2 separate regions of the Mus musculus genome follow, and region 2 is linked to region 1. A link is a contact called in public promoter capture Hi-C data. All regions are on one chromosome and are shown on one strand. Each heading gives the region's core, a stretch centred on a gene start, on an enhancer-like site or on the middle of the called end of the contact. The rest is flanking DNA. Distances are from core to core; before and after follow the strand shown. Region 1 holds the start of A430102A20Rik (a long non-coding RNA gene). Region 2 holds the start of Sectm1a (secreted and transmembrane 1A).

Evidence for each region. Capture Hi-C pulls out chosen DNA fragments and counts their contacts.
Region 2: a contact with region 1 is called in a promoter capture Hi-C map of liver. The contact joins the promoter of Sectm1a here to the promoter of A430102A20Rik in region 1. A contact is called at or near these places in 2 of 39 promoter capture datasets (liver and pre-B cells), 1 of 115 datasets of contacts at active chromatin or transcription factors (pancreatic cancer cells) and 2 of 9 other capture datasets (adipose tissue and liver).

The regions. Positions count from the first base shown.
Region 1 is chr11:120,929,543-120,935,142 of GRCm38.p6, reverse strand. A430102A20Rik (a long non-coding RNA gene) reads right to left here and starts at 2,279. Exons shown (of 3, transcript XR_880367.2): 1 at 2,052-2,279; 2 at 1,735-1,802; 3 at 1,131-1,587. It overlaps Ccdc57 (coiled-coil domain containing 57), which reads left to right and starts at 2,271. Exons shown (of 19, transcript NM_027745.1): 1 at 2,271-2,427.
Region 2 is chr11:121,078,907-121,084,506 of GRCm38.p6, reverse strand. Sectm1a (secreted and transmembrane 1A) reads left to right here and starts at 3,368. Exons shown (of 6, transcript NM_145373.2): 1 at 3,368-3,424.

The DNA of each region.
Region 1 (5,600 bases), core at 1,030-3,529:
AGCACTTGAGTGAGTTCCAGGACAGCCAGGGCTACACAGAGAAACTCTGTCTCAAAAAAACAAAACAAACAAACAAACAAACAAACAAATCCACCTACCTCTGCCTCCCAAGTGCTGGGATTAAAGGCATGCACCACCACTGCCCAGCATATTCTGGCTCTCTTGTGGGTAGCCTGGCCCCAATTTGAGCACACAACTTAGACTGGTTCCTCTCAGCCTTCCCTAGCCATTTTCTTTTCTTTCTTTTTCTTTGTTTTTGTTTGTTTGTTTGTTTGTTTGGTTTGGTTTGGTTTGGTTTTTCGAGACATGGTTTCTCTGTATAGCCCTGGCTGTCCTGGAACTTACTTTGTAGACCAGGCTGGCCTCGAACTCAGAAATCTGCCTGCCCCTGCCTCCCAAGTGCTGGAATTAAAGGCGTGTGCCACCACGCTCTGCTTCCCTAGCCATTTTCATGTACATAGAGGCCCAATTCCCTCTGTCACCTTGGGAAGCTATAGTGGCATGTTTGAAAATTCTGGAATTCTGGTTTCTTTGAAAAACACAAAAATATCATAAGAATGTGCTTTCATTTTAATCCTAGGTGTGGGGATATGAGACTGCTTCAGACAGTCCACAGCAGCTGACTATGATTTGCCTCGTGCTCTAGCAGAGGCATGTTTTGCCAGCTGCAGATAAGTTTCTTTGATTGTGTTATGTTTGGAATTCTGGGAACTTTTCAGAGGATATATAGATGCTAGGGCCCCGAGAAGTGGGAGTGGATGTTGGTCGTGGTGTGTGTGTTGCAGTTTTGTTAGTCGTTATGCTCAAAGTAGAAACAAGGAAAGAAATTAGATTCAGGAATCTCTATCCCACTCTCTCCCCCCATCCTTCTTTCTCTCCTATCTGGTGATGGTGGGGTGAAACAGGGGTGGGAAAAAGAACCACAAAGTAGCAAAGACCAACTACAGGAAGCTCCTGTGACAGAGTGAGGCAGAGACAAGGGGTGTGAACATACTTGTGGAATGGGGCTGACCCTTGGACCCCTCAATTAAGGCAAGGGTTTTACATTTGACAGCAAAGAACTGGCAGTTGAGGTTACCTCACTTTCTAATAGAACAGAAGGCCCCTAGAAGTTCAGGGGACTCCCTGGCTGAGAAGAAGGCTACAAAGACAAGCTGGTTGGGGGAAGGTTCAAACACCAAGCATTTGCTGTCAGGAAGTGGGGACAGCAAGTTGAGGGAAAGAGACTGACGGGTAGAGGAAGACGGCAGGATATAGGACAGGAAAGTAGGAATGACTAGACTTCTTGATACTGCCCTCCTGGAGGAGGGGATTCCCAGACACTCCCCATCCCCTAGGAATTATGCTGGTTTAGGTGTGTATGCCAGTTCCAGGACCAGGCCACAGTTTAACTTCTTCAGTATAAAGAGATAAGAATACCATTCTTTTTATTATTTGTGACTGTGTGAACGTGCAGACCATAACATATGGGGGATAGGGAAGACTCATGGGAATTGGTTCTCTCCTTCCATTCTGTGGGTCCCAGAGTGTGAATCAGGTCATCAGACTGACACATCCACAGAGCCATCTCCCTGGCCCTCAGATGACCTAAGGATTTAAAGAAAGACAAAGGCGAGCCTACAACGAATTCCTGGGGCTCATGCAGGCCCTTCCCAGCAACCAGCCCCATTCCATCCAACTCTTCTTAGTCCAGGACACGCTCCATGAAAGCTGGGGTCTTGGAGGATCATTCACCTTTTGATGCTTGGGGTTTCAGACCAAATCGTGGATGGACTTCTTGTGACTGCGCCTTACCCAGGGCTCTGAAAGAGGATCAACTTCTTCACTTAGCCCTCTCCGCCTGGCGACATGCCCTAGGTGCAACCTCCACCCACTCTTGCCATGTGCACCCTTGTTACAGTCTCATGTGCAGTCTACAAAGGGAAAACCTGAGTCCCAGAATAACTTCCCACCCACGACTTGCAGGTTCCATCCCTGAGCTCCCAGTCCCTCCGCCTACAGGCACCTCCTGCTAAGCTGAAGTTAGCCCTTTGGGACTCCAGAATGGGCACCTTGGGGACCCTCAGGACAGCTGGGGGAGGGCACAGGGCCCCGTAGGTGTAGGTCCTTGCTCACTGGCTCGCACTACTCAGGGAGTCTGCTAGGCCACGGAACCCCAAGCGTCTCTTCCTTCGGTACCAGCGCACAGGTCGGAACTCTTTTGTGTTGAGACTCCTGTTTCTGCCCGGCGGGATCGGAGCGCCGCTCAGGGTGCACCGGGACCAAGGTTACTGACTCCAGTCGCTATGGTAACGTGGCCCGCGCTGTAGGTTCGGGCGGGAGAGTGCTGGCGCTCGGAATCCTGGAGACCCGGGTCCCAGCTGGCGCAGCTCTAGGTCGCACGCGGGAGACGAAGCTAATTCCGCTGGGACCGTCCTGGCACACGCGGTGAGTGGACGGTCATCGCATCAGGTTCTTGCTCCCCTGTAGCTTTCTTTGACTCAGACTCCCAAACGCCTACCTCGTGATTAGCCACACGCGCTTCACAGCGCTTCAGTCCCTCACTGACTTCATTAGTCCATTATCTTGTAGACTACTTGTCATCCTGGCTTGGCCCGATATTTTACACAATTAAGTTACACATTTTAAACAAGAAAATGGCGCGCTCGTGCCTCCCAGAAGGCAAACGCCCCATTACTGGGGAATACTTTCGTCGCCAAGGTTTGAGTGGTTTAAGTGGTGGCTGCCAAGGGGCTAACATAAAGTTATTATTTTCTACTCGGCATGGTGGCACATGCTTTAAAATCCCAGGATTTGGGGGCAGAGGCAGGCGGATTTCTGTTATTTCGAGGCCGGCCTGGTCTGCATAGTTCCAGGACAGCCAGAGCTATGTAGAGACTCTGTCTTAAAATCTAAATAAATAACAAGGTTTCTGTTTTCTTTCCTTTTTTTTTTAAGATTTATTTATTTATTATATGTAAGTACACTGCAGCTGTCTTCAGACACATTAGAAGAGGGCATCAGATCCTACTACAGATGGTTGTGAGCCACTATGTGGTTGCTGGGATTTGAACTCAGGACCTTTAGAAGAGCAGTCGGGTGCTCTTACCCACTGAGCCATCTCACCAGCCCCCAGGTTTCTATTTTCTTATTGTAAATAATAAACACCATTTGGGGAGGTGCTTGACTGTGTAAAAGTCTTGCTTTTAACCATATTTTCAGCTACTAATTTTAGCATACGTCAGTGAAAGCTTCCTGATTTTTTTTTTTCTTTTGATTTCATGTTTTATTCTTGCTATGTTGGGTGCAGAAAAAGAATCACAAGTTAACTGAATCAAAGGCCATTCAGACCATTCGGACTGAAGTGGGATCCAGTTTCCAGCAGTCTTTATTTAGAATCGGCATCAGTGTAGGTTTCAATCACTGCTCTGGCAGCTGGGGCCCAGGGAGAGCTGCAGGAAACAAGAACAGGCTGTATTCTCCAGGGCTCCTGCCTGGGTACAGGTCGGTCCTCCCTGGGAATAGCAGGTGGAGGATAACAGCGACTCCAAGGGATGGGCTAGTCATGAAGAGATGGAGATCATTGATGTCCCCACAGGGAGGACCTCAGAGGTCACTGCCCTTCCACCTGTATCCTGGAATCTTTTATGAAACTGCTCCATGAGAACCAGGCAGGAATTTCATTGGCTTCAGGAATAGTCCAGTATAAGCCCACTGTCTTAGTCACTGTTCTGTTGCTATGAAGAGACGCCATGACCAAAGCAACTCTTATAAAAGAAAGCATTTAACTAGGGGCTGGTGTACAGCTTCAGAGGCTTAGTCCATTATCATCATGGCAGCAAGCATGGTACTTGGTAGCTGACAGCTACACCCTAATCTAGAGACAGGACAGACTGAGACAGCCTGGCGTGGGCTTCTGAAACCTCAAAGCCCACCCTAGTGACACACACTTCCTCCTATAAGGCCACACCTCCTAATCCTTCTAATCTTTACAAACAGTTCCACTCCCTGGTGACTAAGCATTCAAATACATAAGCCTATGGGAACCATTCTTTTTTTGTTTGTTTTTGTTTTTCGAGACAGGGTTTCTCTGTATAGCCCTGGCTGTCCTGGAACTCACTCTGTAGACCAGGCTGGCCTCGAACTCAGAAATCCACCTGCCTCTGCCTCCCGAGTGCTGGGATTAAAGGCATGTGCCACCAAGCCCGGCTTCTTGTCTCTTCTTAAGCACCCACATAATTCCAGTAATTTCACTCTGAAGAACCACCATGTCTATTCTGACTCCTGGATTTTCTTTTTACTGGAGCCACAAGGTCTCATTTGAAGCTGGCAGAGAATCAGCACTTACACTGCCTGATGTGGAGTCAGATAGCCGTGCTTAAGTGTGGTGACCTCTTTCTGTCTCTGGCAGCTTCAGTCCTGAAGGAATTCTATATGTGATATCTGTCAAATATTTTTCTATTTCCGTTACTCCTACATTGATTAGCTGGCACTTTGTTGTAAAACAGAGTCTTTCCTTATAATTTTTTCCATTAGTTAATTTAGTCACATCTTGGTTGCTGCCCCTCTCCCTCCGTCCACTCTCCCCTGTTAAGGCCTGGGTGACTGTTGCCTATCCAGCCAGCCATTTTGTGCTGTTATTAATGTTATAGGGAAACTTTGTCCTGCTCTAGTTGATCTCATATTCTGCTATGTTCTACGCTTTGGTGTTCTGGGAAACCGGCAGAGGTCGGTTAGAACTGCTTTGTATAAGCTTGCACCCGAACTGCCAGCAGCTCTTCCTGAATCTATATATGAACTTTTATGGTTTCTTGTCTTTGTAAGTTGCCCTGGGATAGACCCCAACGTAAGAAAGACAACTGCACCAATATAATAAGCCATTTGGATTAAAACTTTCATTTTGAGTGGGAGTTGAATAAAGTTTAAGTTCCTCCCTGGGAACCGACATCCTGCTTGGCAGAAACAGACATGTACGTGGGTAACTGACTTCCTGCTTGGTAAGTTAAGACATGGATATTAGGCAAGTCAAGTTGCCCAGCCACAGTTGACTGACTACCCCAACCAATGGGAGCAGGATAAGGATACAAAAAAGACATGTTCCTAAGGAAATCCCCTATTCCTAAATCCCGATTGGTGGAATAACTTGGCACAGATATTTGTGGATTTCAAGGCTTAAAGGCTCTGTAAAATCCTAGCTCCAGGTCTCAACTAGCTCCTGTGTTAGTCACATCATGATTGATCAGGCCTGGGGTGAATGCTCAATAAACTATCCCTGCCTGACTGAGATCGGTGTTTGTGTGGTTTGTGAGGTGACTCCTGGACCCCAGCACTCCCCTCACAACACTCTGGAAGGCAGAGGTAGAGGCAGAAGAGCTCTGTAAGTTCCAGGCCAGTATGGTCTGCATAGAGTTTGTCTCAGAAAGAAAGAAAGAAAGAAAGAAAGAAAGAAAGAAAGAAAGAAAGAAGGGAGGGAGGGAGGGAGGGAGGGAGGGAGGGAGGGAGGGAGGGAGAGAGAGAGAGAGAGAGAGAGAGGTGTGAAAGAAAGGGAAGGAAGGAAGAAGGAAGGAAGCAGAAGACTGAATAGTCTTTAAGCCAGCCGTCCTGTGTCTGTTACCAGGTGG
Region 2 (5,600 bases), core at 2,119-4,618, 150 kb before region 1:
CTGGCTAGCCAGCATGCTCCCCGATTGCCCTGTATCTCTTCCTCATCCCACCGGGATCACAGAGGCACACAGCCAATTCGAGCTTCTCACCGGGTGCTAGGGACTCAATGTAGGTCCTTTTGCTCATGCAGCAAGTGTTCTTACCCACAGAGCTATCACGTTAGCCCCTCCGCCTTAGTTTTTTTGAAACTGAATCCCTCACTGAACCTGGGGCTTATGGGCTAAACTGTCTGGCCAGCAAGCTCCACAGGTCCTCTTGTCTCTCTCTACCCAAGGCTGGTGTTACAAGTCTGTGCTGTTGTGCTTGCTTTTACTGTGAGTGCTGACGATTCTCTTACACAGAAGTGCTCACGGACTGAGCCTCTGCCATGGCCCCAAATCCTTTCTTTAAATAAATTCTAACTTTGTGTAGTATTGACTAGTCCTGAAAGTCTATTCTGTGGTATAATAATCCCAACATTCCTAGAATCTGGGAGGCAGAGGCAGGCAGATTTCTGTGAGTTCAATGCCAACCTGGTCTACATGCTGAATCCTAGGCTAGCCAGGGCTACATAGTGAGACCTGGTCTCTAAATAAATAAATAAATAAATAAATAAATCTAGCATTTCTGGGCATAGGGCTACACATCTACAATCCCAGCATTGTGGAGATGGGGGCAGGGGACTTCTCATTCACTCATTGAGTCCCAGCCTAGCCTGGGCTACATGAGACCCTCTCTCAACACACACACACACACACACACACACACACACACACACACACACACACCAAAAGAATCCTAGTGCAGGAGGAACAGACTACAACACACTTCTCTCCATCAGAAAGGGTTCTCTTCAGTCCAAATCAGCTACTAAATAATCCATGCCATTGGCCAGCTGCGCATGGGAACACCTATAGAGCTTTGCTTCCCAAACATAGAACACACCATGGGTCAAGAACATAGGACACGTCCGGTAACGATCCTCTATGTGAGCAAGAAGTCACAAAAACCACCAGCAAGCTTCAGAAAGAACTTACAGAGCAAGCCAAGCCACACATTAGCATAAAGCCTCAGGAGACAGCAGAGATACACACTTGGCACTTCTCAAATGCTACTGAATAAATTGTAAAAGGTTCTCAAAAAACATAATGCCCTGAAAACCTGGGGGTGAGATACAAGATGGCAGAGTACCCTGGCAGAGAAGATGTTGGTCAGGAGACTTGCCAAGGCTGAATGGACACTCGTGGCCCTTCTCCACCCATGTGATGGAACAGGGCTGTGAATATTGAAAGAGACCCGGGATGCTGGACTAGAGAGCATGCTTACCACTGAAAGAGAAATGGAGAAAGAGAATTAAAAAGGAAGCTGGCCTGACTGCCACTGTACAGCTGGGATTATTCTAGCCTGCTTGCTCTTCTCTTTTTCCTTATTACTTTCAAAATACACAAACTGGTTTCACTTTCACCGTGTGTGGGCGGTTTCAGAGGAAACAAACTTTACTTAACTGTGAAGGGCATCTCTGTGATGAGATACTGGTACCTCAGCCATCACTTAACCCCTCACCACCGGAAGCTTTGCCCCATAGGCCAGAGGCCCCTTCAGACATACAAAGACCTTGATGGCCCTGCCTGCGAGATGCAACCAGAGCAGGGAAAAGGGCAACAGAAACTTGGGCTGCAGTCTGGGGACAGGGACAAGGATCTAGAAGACATGAGGTCATGGTCATTGGGATTTCTCTCCCATGTGAAATGAGATGGCAGGGGGGTGTCTCTGCAGAACCCTGGAGAGTTCTGCCCAGCCTCAGGATCCTATGCAACGGCTGGATTCCACACTCATACGGTCTTGTCTTTCCTGAGGGAGGCTGTGAGCTTTTTGTTTTTATCTGAGAACTTGAAGGAACTTACTGCTTTGAAAGAGCACAAAGGACATTGTTCTCTGTGGTCAGCTCTGTACTCTGGGCTGCAGGCCATTCTCCTAGGCTCAGTGTGTCCCTAGCCCTTCTCATTTCCTGAATACCTGTGACGTTCTAGATGTTCCGCCTGTGGGACATCAGGTCCCTCCTGCTCATCCCCATAGCGGCAGGCTCCCAGAGTTGCAGTCAGCTTCTTTTTCTTCCTTTTTCTTTCTGTAATTGGGCAGAGGGTGGGGCAGAGAGGAACCACATCCAACTGTCCATCAGTAACTTTCTTTGAGGCTTGGTTGCATTGTGCCTGGAGACTGTAGGGACTTCTTTTAGTGTCCAGAGATTGCTATTCATCCCTGTGCCAGCATGCCAAGTTAAGGCTCGATGTGCAAAAGTATGCCTACTGCCCAGCCCCTCCAGGGATCTTCACCCATAGAGCAGTCATCTTAGTGTTCTCCCACTGGATCTACACAAGGCCATAGACACCTTACAGAGTCACCGTGGGGCCTAAAGTCTTGCCCTAGTGTCCACTGTATTCATGTGGGCATAGGCTTTATAAATGTCTCATCACAGCTCACAAAGTCACTCGGGATGTAAACCAACCCTCTTCAGGGTCTCACAATCTATCTCCTGCCCCACAAGCAGATCATCCCAGGGTCCCTCATTGCATCTACAGCCATAGACTCCTCCTTCCACTGTCCACGAGAAAATTAACAGTGCGGGCACTGAGCTGACCCCACAGCCCTGCTAAGCCATGAGGGATACTGGAGCTGAGCATGGGGCTGGCTTAAGATTGGGTCTACAGCAGCCCGTCCTTTCTATAGCAGTGGTGGACAGCAGTCTCTGCTTCTCACAGTGAAGCTTCTCAAACGTAATCCTTGTTGCGAAAACTCTTTGCAAGGAGCAGTTGTCAAATGCCTGCAGTCTCCTTGAATCTGACATATTTCAGGTGGGGCCAGGGTGTCCTCCAGGGTTTGTCTACAAGGCATAGGACCCTAGTGTAGATTGGCAAGATCTCTGTTCTGGCATTTTACAGTAGGGCTGACAAAGGATGTCACTCCTGCCCATTCCATCTTACCCCTGTCAAACACCCCAAGGATAACCAGATGAACCAAGCTGTCTTCCATAGCTCAACCCTAAGGCACATTCTGACCTGACCCCTGCAGGAAAACAAACCCACACAGCTCCCAAAAGAGCAGCCCCTAAACCCTGAATCAAACATCAGCTCCAGCCAGGGATTTCCTAGAAAAAGCCTGGACCCTCCTCCAGGGTTCCTGAGACGCAACTAATGAAGCTAATACGAGACTTCTACAAAACATATGCATGAGAGAATCACTAAGAAACTCATGGTGCTGTTACATTAACTCAGAGAAGTTCCTGGAAGTTGAATGCCTTCCTACAGAGTGTCTGGCAAGGAACAGGACAGGCTGCCTCATCTAGCCCCTCCCTCCAGGCTTTCAGTTTCCCGTTGGCTTGGACAAGTTCAGTCATCCAGGGCAGCAGTGGAGGTAACATTGGAGAGCTTGCTGGAGAAGGGACAGGTGAGAGGCTGGGGTGTGCGGAAGAGAGGACTTGAGGGCACCCAGGTTCTCTGTGGGCTGAGGGTTTTGTGGAGTGGGGGCTGCCTCACATAAGGGATGAGCAAAGAAGAGCCAGGCCATCAGCCTGGGATTCAGGAAACACAGGAGGCAGGGCTGTGGACAGCATTCAGCAGGGCCTGTGTGTTTCGGGTGCCTCAGGCGTAGCTCTGGAGGGGTAGAGGCAAGCATAGCTCTAGTTCTTCACATTCACAGAGTGGGACAGGTAGCACAGAGTCCTCCTCTCTGCCCTCAAAACATGAATGTGGAGGACTTGAAGGAAGGGAGGACCAAGAGTGCTCCAGGCCTGTGAATGACAAAAATGTACTTGTCCGGTAGCACGGGTTCCTGCAGCATCTCATCACCCAAAGCTGTGTGCACACTTTTATGTAGGATCCTGAACCTTTGCCCTCTCTCACATCCACATCCTGAACATTCACACATGCCCACATGTACCCACAGCGCGCACACACACACACACAAGTACACGTATACATGCACATGGACACACATACACATGCATACACACAAGCACATTTACACATGCACACATATACACACATATACATATGCACACACATACACACATATACATGTACACACACATACACACTTACACATACACGCATACACATGCATACACATGCATATACACACACACATTCATACACACACATGCTTCCAGCCAGACGCCAGACGCCAGGGTGTTCAGTGACTCCTTCCCATTCTCCCTCCTATTTTTTCTTTGAAGATCTCTCTCTCTCTCTCTCTCTCTCTCTCTCAAAAGAGCTCCCGCTTTCAAGTTGATATCTGCAGTTTGAAAAACAAGTTATCTGTCTTGGGTATAAGAGTTGTAGCTATGATGTCTCTGGAAAGTACGGCCCTGAAAGGTCTCAAGTTTTGCAAGGAGGAGAATATCTGTTACCAACAAAGGTGGAGGCTTTCTGTGTCAGCTATGCTTCCTAGTAACATGCTAGGACATAAATGTCATGGGGGCTAGGCACGGAGGGGACACACACAACAGGCCACTACCATGAAGGATGTGCTGGCTGCCATCTGAGCCAGGGTCCACTGTGCATCTGACTGAGCTGGGTGCTGTGCTGGCTGCAGATGGCCAGATAGGACCTCCAGCTTCTGGCCTCACATCTTAGCTAGAGGCAGATGCTCCACTGGGTCTGTGACACTGCTAAGCTCTGAATTCTCCCAAGGGACTGGAACAGGATCTGTGGCCATGGGTGGGAGGGTCTCCAGTTGATGGCTGGCCCTTGGCATTATGTCCTTACATAATGTCCTCCAGGCAGGAGAAACCTTGGTCTACCCTCTGCCTGCTGTGCCTGGAACTAGGTCGGGGAGCTGGGGTACAGCCCTGTCTCTGAAAGGACATCTGCAGGCAGTGAAGAAAGAGCCTGTGGCCCAGAAGAGGGAAGTCTACTGATGGACAAGAACAAAGGTGGTGTCTCTGAGGCCAGGAATTCTTCGGTGGTCTCCAGAAGGGACCCAAAAAAGCTTAGATCACCACAGGACAGACATCTGTGACAAAACAGTAGCTTTGACCAGTCTTAGTGGGGGGTGGCTTTAGATGACTTGCCAAGGCTCCAGGGCAGATTATACAATGGTGCTGAGCCTGAGCAATGTATTTTATATAGCATGGTCCATTGAGACACCTACAGCCAAAGGACATCACTGATGTCCCTTCCCCACTGCCAACACTAGCAGTGTTGTCTACTGAAGAGATACGTGGGAAACAAGACCCAGAAGTGGCAGAGTCTCCCTCTGGACCAAGAGGTGAGGCAGATGGAGGTTAAGATGAGATCCAGCCCCGTGCATAGCCCAATTTGTGGTGGGACAGCACCCCAGAAAGGGACCTCTCTTCAGCGGCTGCAGTTCTGAGAGCAGAAGGGAATCCCAGGGACCCAGCAAAGCCATCACTTATGAGGTTGTGTCCTGGCAGAAACGTTAGAATTGGAGAAAGCGTTTCATAACATTATCTCAGGGAAAGTGTTATGTGGATCTTGTCAGAGATGGAAAGCCCCCTCAAGAGACCTGCCACACCTTTCTAGATGATTCCACCCATTCAGGTTCCCAGAATGCTGGAGAACTGGTTATATGAATCCTGGTGATGGACAGGGGTGGGAAGCAC